2 separate regions of the Mus musculus genome follow, and region 1 is linked to region 2. The links are chromatin contacts, called in public HiChIP or PLAC-seq maps. All regions are on one chromosome and are shown on one strand. The core of a region is the stretch at or near the end of the contact, and the rest is flanking DNA. Distances in the headings are between cores, read along the strand shown. Region 1 overlaps Gm40362 (a long non-coding RNA gene). Region 2 has its middle 40 kb from the start of Slc26a3.

Region 1 (5,791 bases), core at 2,153-4,652, 120 kb before region 2:
CTGTTATTTAGTGTTCTACTTTTCAAATATTAAGCCACTCAACTGGTTTTGGTTATTTATGCTGTTTGTAATTTTAGTTTTCATGAATAGTGCAGTGCTGTACTATGAACATTCCTATGAGTTATCGATCCATGTTTCAGAAATATTGGGGTGCTGCTCTTTTGGGGAATTAGGTCTCCAAATGACAGTCAATAAAAGTTAAGTTACTCTGCATCTGTGTCAGGCAAGAACAGGACACGCTTACCATGAAAAATACATATAAACATTAGAGTCCCAGGCACTTTTAGTTTAATTATATAAATTTCACCCTCCAGCAAGCCGCATAATGATAATGATAAGTGTCGAGAAAGAACGGGAGAGGCAGAAATAGCTATAGTTAGGGAAGAAAGTCAGAGGAAACCGAAGAGATGGTTAGAAAGTGGCGGAGCCACAATGGAGAGAATGGCACTGATGGAGGGAAGTGACCGGGAACCAACAGGCATGTGCAAAGGGAGAAGCTAAAGGGCAAATAGAAGAAGATAATGATGAGGATGCAGAAAGAACTGCTGGGAGCATGAGGAGAAGACAACTCAAAGCAGAGGACTGATCTCATGCAGATTCTTTTGAACTCACAGATACAAGCAAGAGCCTCTCTTGTTCCACACAATGACATCTCCTGAGTTCTTGGGCCTCCTTCCTTGGCCCCGTGTCTTCTTACTGTAAGAGTCATCATCTTCTGGTATGAATTATAATTCACATATACTGTTTATTTTCTCCTTTCTCTTTCCCATACTAGATATAAAGCCTGCCATATGACAGAGGCCTTTATTTTGTTCATGAACACATTTCAAGCACCCAGAAGCATGAGTGCCAATACACACTAGCTATCCAATGCGTATGTCTAGATGACAGAGGTAAGTAGCAGTTAGTGACATTGGCTAAGGTTAACATGGGTAAGATAATGGCAGCTTTTTAAGACAGTGTTTTCTGAACCTCCAGAACTATAGCTAAGTTCTACCACAACTCAACTGCTTGCTTATCTGGCTTTTCAAGAAAAGGGCTAGAGACTGGCTTTGATGCTAAGCTAAGAGAGCATTCCTCCTGTTGTAGTAACTGAAGACCTCAGCCTCTGTAGCAACTGAGGTAACCTGTTTTATCCATCTCTTCAAGAGTACTGTTGAGCTGGGCGATGGTGGCACACGCCTTTAATCCCAGCAGTCAGGAGGCAGAGGCAGGCAGATTTCTGAGTTCGAGGCCAGCCTGGTCTACAAAGTGAGTTGCCGGACAGCCAGGGCTACACAGAGAAACCCTGTCTCGAAAAACCAAAAAAACAGTACTGTTGACCTTACTGTTTCTGTATAAGATCTTGTAGTTTAAAACCAGTCACAATGTATTGTTGAAGATGAACTGTTCTGATACTCTGAGCTTCTTTTACCTTCATGTAAAACATTTATATTGAAATGATCATGCTTTCACAGGAATTTTTGAAGAAACAGTAAGGTTCTCAAGCACCCATCATCTAGTCTCCCCAGATGTGAGCTATAACTATAACTATAGTACATTGGCACTAATACAGAGTACCAAGCTCATTCACATTTCATCATAGCTGCAATTACATGTTCATGTGTCCATACAGCTCTACACAATCTTATCTCATGTACAGATACAACCACCAACATCAAGTTTAATTATCCCACAAGCACAAGACTCCATCTGAGGATCAATCCCTTAATGGCTGCTTTTTGTCAACTTGACACAAACTAGAGTGACCTGGAAGGAATTGATGGGGAACTCAGTTGAGGAAACGCCTCCACCAGATGGGCTATGTGCTTTAAAAAAAAAAAATTATTGATTGTTGTGGGTGGTGACATTCCTAGGCAGGTGGTCCTTGGAGGTACAAGAAAGGTAGCCTGGAAACAAACAAGCAACAGTCCTTCATGCCTCCAGGGTCCCTGTGCTCCTGTCCTGGCTGATAGACTGTTAAATGGAAGTACAAACAAAATAGTCCCTTTTCTCCCCAAGGGGTTTTCCGTCTGTTTTATCACAGCATCAGAAAGGAGACCAGTGCAGTCCCTTTGAAAAGATACTCTAGAGTCAGGTAACCCTTGCTGCGTTACATCACCCTTAGACTTCTGGCTGAACAAGGACTTTGGGAGTTGAAAGGTCACACATGATATTAAACTTCAGTTATCATGAACACTTAGTCTTGTTTGCATTGACCTTCAGGGAGTCTCCTCGGAGAAAACACCTTTCTTCTGCTGCTTCATTTCTACCTAGTACCATCCCATGCATAAGAAGCTCTAGACCACAAGGCAGGACATCTACAGGGCTCTTTAGATGTGAAAGAATATTATGAATCGTTAGCCAACCAGCCTAACCATGAGGCTAGCCTTTGTTGTAGGTGACCAGTGAGGCTGGCCTTTGTTGTAGGTGACCAGTGAGGCTGGCCTTTGTTGTTGAACGTCTTCACCATAAGAGCAGTCTTTGTTAGGACAGCTTGACCACTTGTAACCACTGGGGGTTGGGTGTTGCCTGTTGATCCTTTCACATAGAGGCGGGTAGGGAAGATTAGTGAGCCCTCACCTGAGATTTTCTTCCCTTCCTCCTGATCCTCTCTGCATTCTGCACTTGATTGCAAGTAGCCCTGATTGTGTGAGGTGTTAGGAGTATAAATCATGGAAGGTTACCTGGAGTTGAGTGTGGGGTGCTCCTACATTCCAAGCTACCCCAAATATAAAGGTGAATCCAGATGGACTAGTCAACCACTGTTTGAAGGGACTATCCCTTGGGAAGATGGATCCACCTAGTTTGAAAGCTAGAGACATGGGAGGAATAATAATCCTTTTAATGAGCTAGTGTTTTTGTTTGTTTGTATGTTTTTGAGATAGTTACTTTTCTTTCACAGAAATTCTGTACCTAGTATATTGCTTATGGAGCCATGGCCTTGTCAAGCATATCTGCTTTCTAACACTTATTCTGGGACGTGTAGCTCTTCTTCTTTTTCTTTTCCTGAGCATGACACTGTAGGCTTCCTTCCCTTTTCTCTGAAGATCCCCCCCATCTTTCATCAGGTGTCTTCTGACTGCCATGTAGCTTGACCTGCATTACTGACTCATTACTAATTACCTCATTACTAATTCACATTGCATAGTTTTCTCTCTTTCCTCCTCTAGACAGCCACTGAGGTTTAAGCTTGCCGGCCTCAGGTTTTTTTCTTTTTAAACTCTAGTCAAACTGTCCTCAAGCTTTCCCCGAGTCAGTTCTTGTGTTCTTTGATGAACAAGACTGAGAATCCTGGAGCGGATCTCAACACCTCTGGTAGCATGTGGCACTCCCACATTTCTGGTTAGAGTAGGAAAGGTCTGGACACAGTCAGGACTTCTGTGAGTCCACGGCCTTTGTCTGTAAGCTCTCCGCTGACTCAGGGAAGGAAGTGGTGAGAAAGGCTGGAAGGTGGACAGGAGCCAGATAATGAAGGGCCTCACACACTGCATTAAGGAGCTTGGATTTTAATCTCATCTGGTAAGAGATAAAGGCAAAGTGGTGGCTTACATTACCTGGCTAATCCAATCAGCTGACCTAGGTACCTAGAAATAGATTCAGAGGAAATTAAAGTAGAGATGAATGAAGCTTTTGTTTTTGTTTCTTTTTTTTTTCTCCCAAGGAGAGAGTAAGAGATGAAAGAAGACATAGTAGCTTTTGTGATTTAGAAATAAAAGCCAGTCCCATTGATGTGATTGTTTCCATAGTTTATTCTTTCAGGATTTAGTATTGTATATAATTATATGAAGTCTTACTCTAATAATCAAGAGAAAGAAATATGTGCTATTTAAAAACATGGGAGAGAGAGTAGATACTGAGTTAAATCATAGTTACTCTTCCCTTATAAATATGTGTGCACTTGGAATTTACTGACTTTTGTGGTTTTACTTGCTCATAAAAAAAGGAACATTCAGTCTCTAAAACAAAGAAGAGATTGCTTAATATTTTTGTTTAAACCAGTTATTAAATGTCTGTGGCAAAAGAACAAGCTTTAGTAAATGAGGGCTCTATGTTTCTGCCACCTCCTCCCAAGGAATTAAAGCGCTTGGAACTTGGGGAGTGTGGTGCCTCAGCTCTCCTCCACACTGGGTGACTGGCCTATCCAGACTGCTAGTCTCCTCATCCCAGGAAGCTAAAGGGCTACTAGGAGAGATGTGGAGATCCACGTCCTTTGCTTCGTCAGCTTCCGGACCCTTAAGCTGAGGCACTAGGCCCTCCGTCAGCTCCTCCTCAGTCACATATTCAGCAATCCTTTACCTGGTACCTGTTTTATAACTGGCACAGAGGCTATGGACTGGGCATCTGCGGAACCGTAAACAAAACAGATACACTCTCCGTTCTAATGAAATTTATACTTTAATGTGGGAAATGATTAACAGAGAAGCAAACATACTAAGAAAAGCAATCATCCTTCCGTATCCACAGAGATCGGCCTAGGAACTACAGGTGTGCACCGCCACGCCCCGCAGCCTGGACTTTACATCGTCTCTGTATTAATGACAGTACCCAACACAGTGGACAGGTTGTGAGATTAATTACACTGCATTTTTAAGGAAAACTGATAAGTCTGTGGGTTGAATACATATACAACTTTTTTCAAACATTAAGGCTTTTTAATTGACATAATTGTACATGTTTACAAGGTACTGTATATTTTAATATATGTAAACAACATATTGATCAGATCATGGCAAATGGTGTTTCTTCCTGTAGAAAACATTCACTTTCCTCCCTGGACAGGCTGGGGCTTAGCTCAGTAGTCAATGCTTTGCATATACAAGGCCCTGGGTTCAATTTCCAGCACTGTAAAGAAACAAAACAAAAATATTCCCCTTGAGATAATATAATAAATTAATTGCTATCAATGATACTACCATGCAATGCAAAAAATTCAACTATTTATACCTGTGGCTGCAGAAGCCAAGGCCCTGCAGGTCAGACTAGTTACTGTGGAAGTGCCTTAGATGGGAGATATTTGGCAGAGATACAAAGTATCAGAGGAGAGACTAACAGGGAGAATCAGCACACACAGCCCCGGGCAGGTTTTAAGCAGAACCACCAGCATGGACTTTGAAGGCATGACATAATGCAGTTTGCTGCAGGGGGTATTGTCTCGAACCCGAGTGTAGCAAGAGACAAGGAAGTCAAGAAGGTTGCCAGAGTATGGCCTACAACATCTAAAAGCATACTTTTCAAGACAGGGTTTCTCTGTGTAGCCCTGGCTGTCTTGGAACTCACTCTGTAGACTAGGCTGGTCTTGAACTCAGAGATCCACCAGCCTCTGCCTCCTGAGTGCTGGGATTAAAATTGAACACCACCACACCCAGCTATAGGGAGCATTTTAAACAGAAAAAAATATAATCAGCTATCCTGCTTGTTTGTCTGTTTATGGTTGTTTGTTTGTTTGTTTGTTTTTGCAACAGGGTTTCTCGGTGTAGCCTTGGCATTCACTCTATAGACCAGGCTGGCCTTGAACTCGAGATCCTTCGGAGTGGTGGGGTCATCAAACCCCGCCAGATTTACATTTCTAAAAAGGGTTTTCTGAGAAGTGCAGGTTGGTTTATTTTTATGTGCAGGGCACTTTCTCCAAAGGCTACAAGAGAACCTACCATTTTAGTTCTCAGTAGAAACTAGATGGCAAGGGGGTAGGGGCTAGAATTCCTTTGCTATCTGGGCGTCTGAAGGCAGGACCAGGAAGAAGCTGATTGTAAAGGTTCGGGATGTATGAGAGACACATTTAGAAGCTCTCACGGATCAGGCTTAGTGTTGA
Region 2 (5,236 bases), core at 1,942-4,441:
GTTTAAGACATACTCTCACTATGCAACTAGGTTGGCCGTAAACTCATGGCCCTCTTGCCCCAGCCCTCCAAGTGCTGAAATTATAGCCATGCCTCACCACACCTGGCTACATAATGCTTTTACAGTCTCTGGATTGTTTTTCCCCCCAGTCATTAGAGTTCATGTATACTGTGTGTATCAGTAGACTACTTCTTTTATTACTGAGTAGTATTCCACAGTTTGTATCAGCCCCAGCTGAATCTCATGGTACTGCTTATGGGCTTTGAGGAATATAGCTATTGTCCATGTTGCCATGCATGGTGTGTGTGTGTGAGTGTGTGTGCATGTATGTGAATCTAGTGTGTATTTATTCATGTGTATATAGTGTGTGTATATGTGTTAGCATGTCTGTGTATGTGTGTGTGTCCCAGAATATACATTTTGTTTTTGTAGGCTAAACACTTAGAAATGAGGTTGCTGATCATATGATATTATATATTTAACTTTGTAAGAAAGTGCCAAACTATCTTCAGTAATACTATGTATCATTTACAGTCCCACTATCAATGCATGAAAATTCCAATTAGCAGTTAGCATAAATATAAGGCATTGAGCTTCATTTTCTCTTCCATATTGATTTACTGAGTTTATAACATTCACTTATGAATGAAATTCTTTACTGTCTGGATATGGGTAGTGAATATAATGCCAAGAATCACAGTAGGAGGAATTATAAATTGGCCATAACTTGAGAACAAGTGGGGTGATACAAAATCTTCTACTTCTCCCTTTGGCCAACCCCAGACAATCTTGGCCAGGTTATGACCTTGAAGGTACTAGCATCTGTTCTGATGTCTTCAATAGTGAGCAAACAAAGCTACAGGGTGTGCACAGATGGGCTTGGGAGTCAGGGGATTTGAACATAGGTCTCACTCCTGCCAACTCTAAAAGGGTCATGGGGTCGGGTTAGGTTTGGTCACCTTTTACATGTTCTGGAGAGCTGGTTCAGGATACAATGAGGTAGGACTTGCAGTGATTGCCACAAGCCTGGGGGCTGGAATTGGAGGCCTGTGCTGCTTCCCTGACACGTTCTCTATCTCCAATGTGCAGATTACACAAACTCAGCTGCTGAAAGCAGGGTGCATGTGTGGTCTTACAGTTTTTGCATGTCAGAGTTTGACATACCTGGCCGTACTTGATCCAACAGGTTGGTCCTGAAAGAGCTATGTTCCTTCTTGGAGTCTCAGGGCACATCCATTTTTTCCTGCATTTTCCAGCTTCTAGAAGCCCCTACATTTCTTGGTTTGTGGCCCCTTTCATCTTTATAGCCAGCCTCAGTAGGGTGTGTCTTCTTGTCTTTCTAACCCACTCTTTTTTTCCTGTCTTCAATTTAATTGGGCCCTTTTTAACAACTCCACATAATCTAACTTCAATCACTTCTGTCCATTTGTAAAGTTACACACACACTCACACATACACACTCATACACACCCTCACAACACACACACACACACACACACACACACACACACACGCACACTCACACGCACACACTCACACAGACTCACATATACACTCCTATATCTATCTATGTAGTAATCAAAAGACAAGAATGGAAGATAGGCATGGTGGTGTACAGCTGTAATTCCAGCACTTCAAAGACAGAAGCAGGAAGGTTGAAACTAAAGGCCAGCCTGGGCTACATGGTAAGACATGATGTGAGGGAAAGTGGTTAAATACCCATAATTAATTAGTCTTCTGCTCAACAACTTTTACTAGAAAAAATGTTCGAATAAGGGAAATTGTATTATATTTCCAATCTAATCCAATCATAGAAACACTTGACATATTCACTAAAAAATAATGATTGAAAGGCAAAGTAATTGGTCACTTAAGCTATGCAAAACTTAATGTGAGTTAATTTGTTTCCTGTCCCTCTTCCCTTAGGAAGACAGAAACAACGGTCATGAAGTATCCTGTCATGCCTCAGGCTGAGACATATTTATTCTCTTGTTGGTAGCGTTTCTGCACACACCTCTCTCTCTCCACACAGCTCTCTCTCTGTACAACCTTATGCTACGTGCTTAACAGTGTGAAACAAATTGTGGGACATTCCATTGGTGTTATGTGTGAGACGTCTTGGACAGCCACTGTTAGAGAATGCCAATCCCTAGCTGCCCAAATGAGAGGAGACTCCAGGAGTATGAACGACACTCATTAACAGCAGACAACACATTAGGTTGCCTTTCGCTGTGACCTTGGTAGCCAAGCAGGAGTTGCATCTTCTAGATCGTCACAGCAACTGCTCACAGACAAACAAGAGGGGGAAAGAAGTAAGGTGCTGGCTCTGGGAAGGGCAGGCTGGCGACACAAACTCATGAAGTAATCTCACATCGGAACCAAACCAGTATTTGAAACCTGTATTTTTTTCTTTCCTCTCGGGCCATTTCTATAGGCTGAAGAATAATATTAAAGGTTTTGTTGCCTGATCCTTCCTCTAGTCTGTACCTTGGGTGATTTTTTTTCTAAGAATTAAATTTAAATTTATGTTTTCCTGACGCCTCGTGCACTGATAAACCTGCATCTGCATTCTGGCTGGCTAGAGAGGAGTTGTTTTCTGTAGTTAAAGAAGTGAGTGAACAGTTGAAGTGAAATGAATATTATCAGGAATGCATGCTGCTCCTCGTTCACCTGCACACTGCTGTCCTGTAGGGCAGATCTGTCTTCAACCTTGCCCACAATGCCTGTGGATTATAACCATCTGACTTCTATAACCCCTCGCATTGCATTACTGTAGATAAATACAACTTTATTCTGTTTCCATGTAAAGCTAAACCTGGACTGACCTGATAAAAGTGCTTCTCACTCACAGGTCTATGTGACCCTCAGGCCTTCCACAGATAGTCCCCAGACCATGACACTCCATGCTTGGCGAGATGTTGCCCTGGAGGATGTGACCATGCTCATATTGAACATCACTGAGCCTGGAAAGATGCTGCACTAAGGACAGTTCAGTTGGATCCCAGTCTTTCCTCCCTGAGATTTCCACCCTAAGCTTATCCCAGAATTGAGCCTTATTCCAGTTGATGACTAACAAGAAGTCCTCATGTGGAAGGACATTCCCATCGGAAGTCACCTCCAAGGAAATGGAATATGTAACTTTGTCACCTTTCAGTCACTTCCCTCCAACTTCTGCCTGACCTCTCCAATGTGGGCAGGGCAGTGGAACAGGTGTGGATCCAATGGACTTTGACGTGGGGTGAGGTTTACGCTCAGAGATTCAGCTATTACTCATTTAATTGATGTTAAACTGGAACTAAGGCTTCAAAGAATGGGAGGGGGAAGATGTTGAGGAGGAAAGAGTCTAAGGATGCACCTCAAGATAACAGAGATGCAGCCCACTCCTCCACCCCCACCCCCGAGTCTGTGGCCCTGATGTTAAATATGTTCTGCTTACAGTTTTGGAGTCATTAGTGGATTCATACATGTGTTCTTCTAACTGATGCTTTGGGGTACCAACTTAGTAAGATCAGATCAAGGATGAAACTTCCCTGGAAGCTTACATGATAGAGACAGGTGGAGGATAAATAGGTGAGTATGGCAAAAGGATACAAGTAGAAGATGGAGAAACTTCTGCTGAATGTCAAGAAGAAGCTAATTACGCTAAGTGACAGCTGAGCAAATTCTAGAGACAGGAAAGAGCAAATACAAACAAACAAATAAAAAAAAAACTTGGTTTATAGAAAAAAAGTCAGAAAAAAAAGTCAGTGGATAAGACCCTTTATTCCTGAAATTCAATTCTATTTTGTTTATATTATATATGGAAGGTTTTCCCATATTCCCTGATTCTGAGTGTGCCCTTGCAGAGACACTAAGTAGCTCTCCATTGCTATGAACACTGTCCATAGCATTTCCATTGTGGCCAGCACAAACCACTCATGAAACAATGCCTCTCGGTCTTCCCTTCCCCGCCATCAGCTGCTGATAATCGCCATGTGACTTTGAGTTTCCAGAAACGGGACCGCTCTGAGGAGCTGGGGCCATACGGACTGGTATTTTGGGTCTGCCTTACTATTTTTTTTAGCATGATGTTTTGTAGGTTCACCAGTGTGGTTTACTAGACCAGTCCCCAAATAAACACTGGGCCAGCAAGCCCTCCTGTTTCCACCTCCCAGTGTTGATATTGTAGGCAAGGGCTCCCACAACCAGCAATTAACGTGGGTGCCTTAGATATAAATTAAGGCCCTTCCTTATGTTTGTCCACTTTAATGAATGAGCCATCATACAGCCCCAAATAAACATTTTTTAAAAAATAATAATTTCACAATATGAACAGATGTTCAGAGACTACCTCATCTCTAAATGGCTCCAGTGCACGTTGCTCAGGCTCAACCAAAGTGTTTCAAAGTGAAACGATGACTCTTATGCTGGTGGGACAGAAAAAGAAAGAAAGAAAAAGAAAAAAAAAAAAAAGGTCGGGGTAGGGAGACTCTGGTCATGTGGCTGTGACAGTGTCTACTAAACTGCGACTGTATAAATATGCCATCAGCTGAGTTCTCCCAGGGTCATTGAACTGTGTGTTGACAGGACAGAGATTGCCATAAGCCCACTCTGTCCTCCACCCAAAGGATGAGAGGCATGGATTACAATGCACACGTCTGTCTACCCATGCTTGTGGTTGGCTTTTAGAGCTGCCCCTCTGATATTTTTCCAGTGAATGTGGTTATCTACATAGGAACCAGGTGATTCGTTGGTGTTGCATTGTGAAAGCTCAGCTAGCTTTATTGGCTGAGTAGTCCAAGAGATGAAGGCACGAAGAACTCTACTCAGTGTCTTAAAATCCTTTAAAATTCTTAAGAGTGTCAACCTTGGGAGAAAGATATAGTAATGTAGCTACCCAAAGTATTTTCATTGTAAGCTTCTATGAGAGCTCACAAATGAATTCATTTCCAAGAGGCTTAATCGCCCTACCCCAACACAACCTCACCACAGGCACCCTTGCTGCCCAGAGCTGATAAGAATCACCCACACTTACTGCAGTGCTATTATCTGTCATAGGCTGTTCTGACCATCAGCAATGTGGCAAAAGGCCTGGTGGGCAGAGGCAGAGGTGTCCACTGAAGTATGTCATTGGGTTGGTGGGGTGCCCATCCTAGGCCTGTGCTTATCAATCTGGTACCTCCAGACATCAGCTCCTCTTGAATTAGGGAACTGGGACAGTTTTACAGTGAATGCTGTGGTGGTTTGTTCTGTGGGC

Evidence for each region. HiChIP or PLAC-seq counts read pairs in DNA pulled down with a chosen protein or histone mark.
Region 1: a contact with region 2 is called in an H3K4me3 HiChIP or PLAC-seq map of intestinal villus epithelium, with 5 read pairs. The contact joins two enhancer-like sites. A contact is called at or near these places in 5 of 39 promoter capture datasets (the 3T3-L1 cell line, 3T3-L1-derived adipocytes, second pharyngeal arch cranial neural crest and 2 more), 2 of 484 Hi-C or Micro-C datasets (immediate neuronal precursor and liver), 3 of 115 datasets of contacts at active chromatin or transcription factors (bone marrow-derived macrophages, embryonic stem cells and intestinal villus epithelium) and 3 of 9 other capture datasets (adipose tissue, liver and pancreatic islet).

What each region holds. Positions count from the first base shown.
Region 1 is chr12:31,511,537-31,517,327 of GRCm38.p6, reverse strand. Gm40362 (a long non-coding RNA gene) reads right to left here. Exons shown (of 2, transcript XR_872643.3): 2 at 4,359-4,824. Among named protein-coding and RNA genes, the nearest start is that of Gm40362, 15 kb to the right of the region's middle. Within about 2 kb of position 3,402, at least 36 of the 459 cell types and tissues checked have an H3K27ac peak or open chromatin away from gene starts, as enhancers often do. A contact at or near this core is called in intestinal villus epithelium, where this site is marked.
Region 2 is chr12:31,395,881-31,401,116 of GRCm38.p6, reverse strand. No RefSeq gene overlaps it. Among named protein-coding and RNA genes, the nearest start is that of Slc26a3, 40 kb to the left of the region's middle. Within about 2 kb of position 3,191, at least 9 of the 459 cell types and tissues checked have an H3K27ac peak or open chromatin away from gene starts, as enhancers often do. A contact at or near this core is called in intestinal villus epithelium, where this site is marked.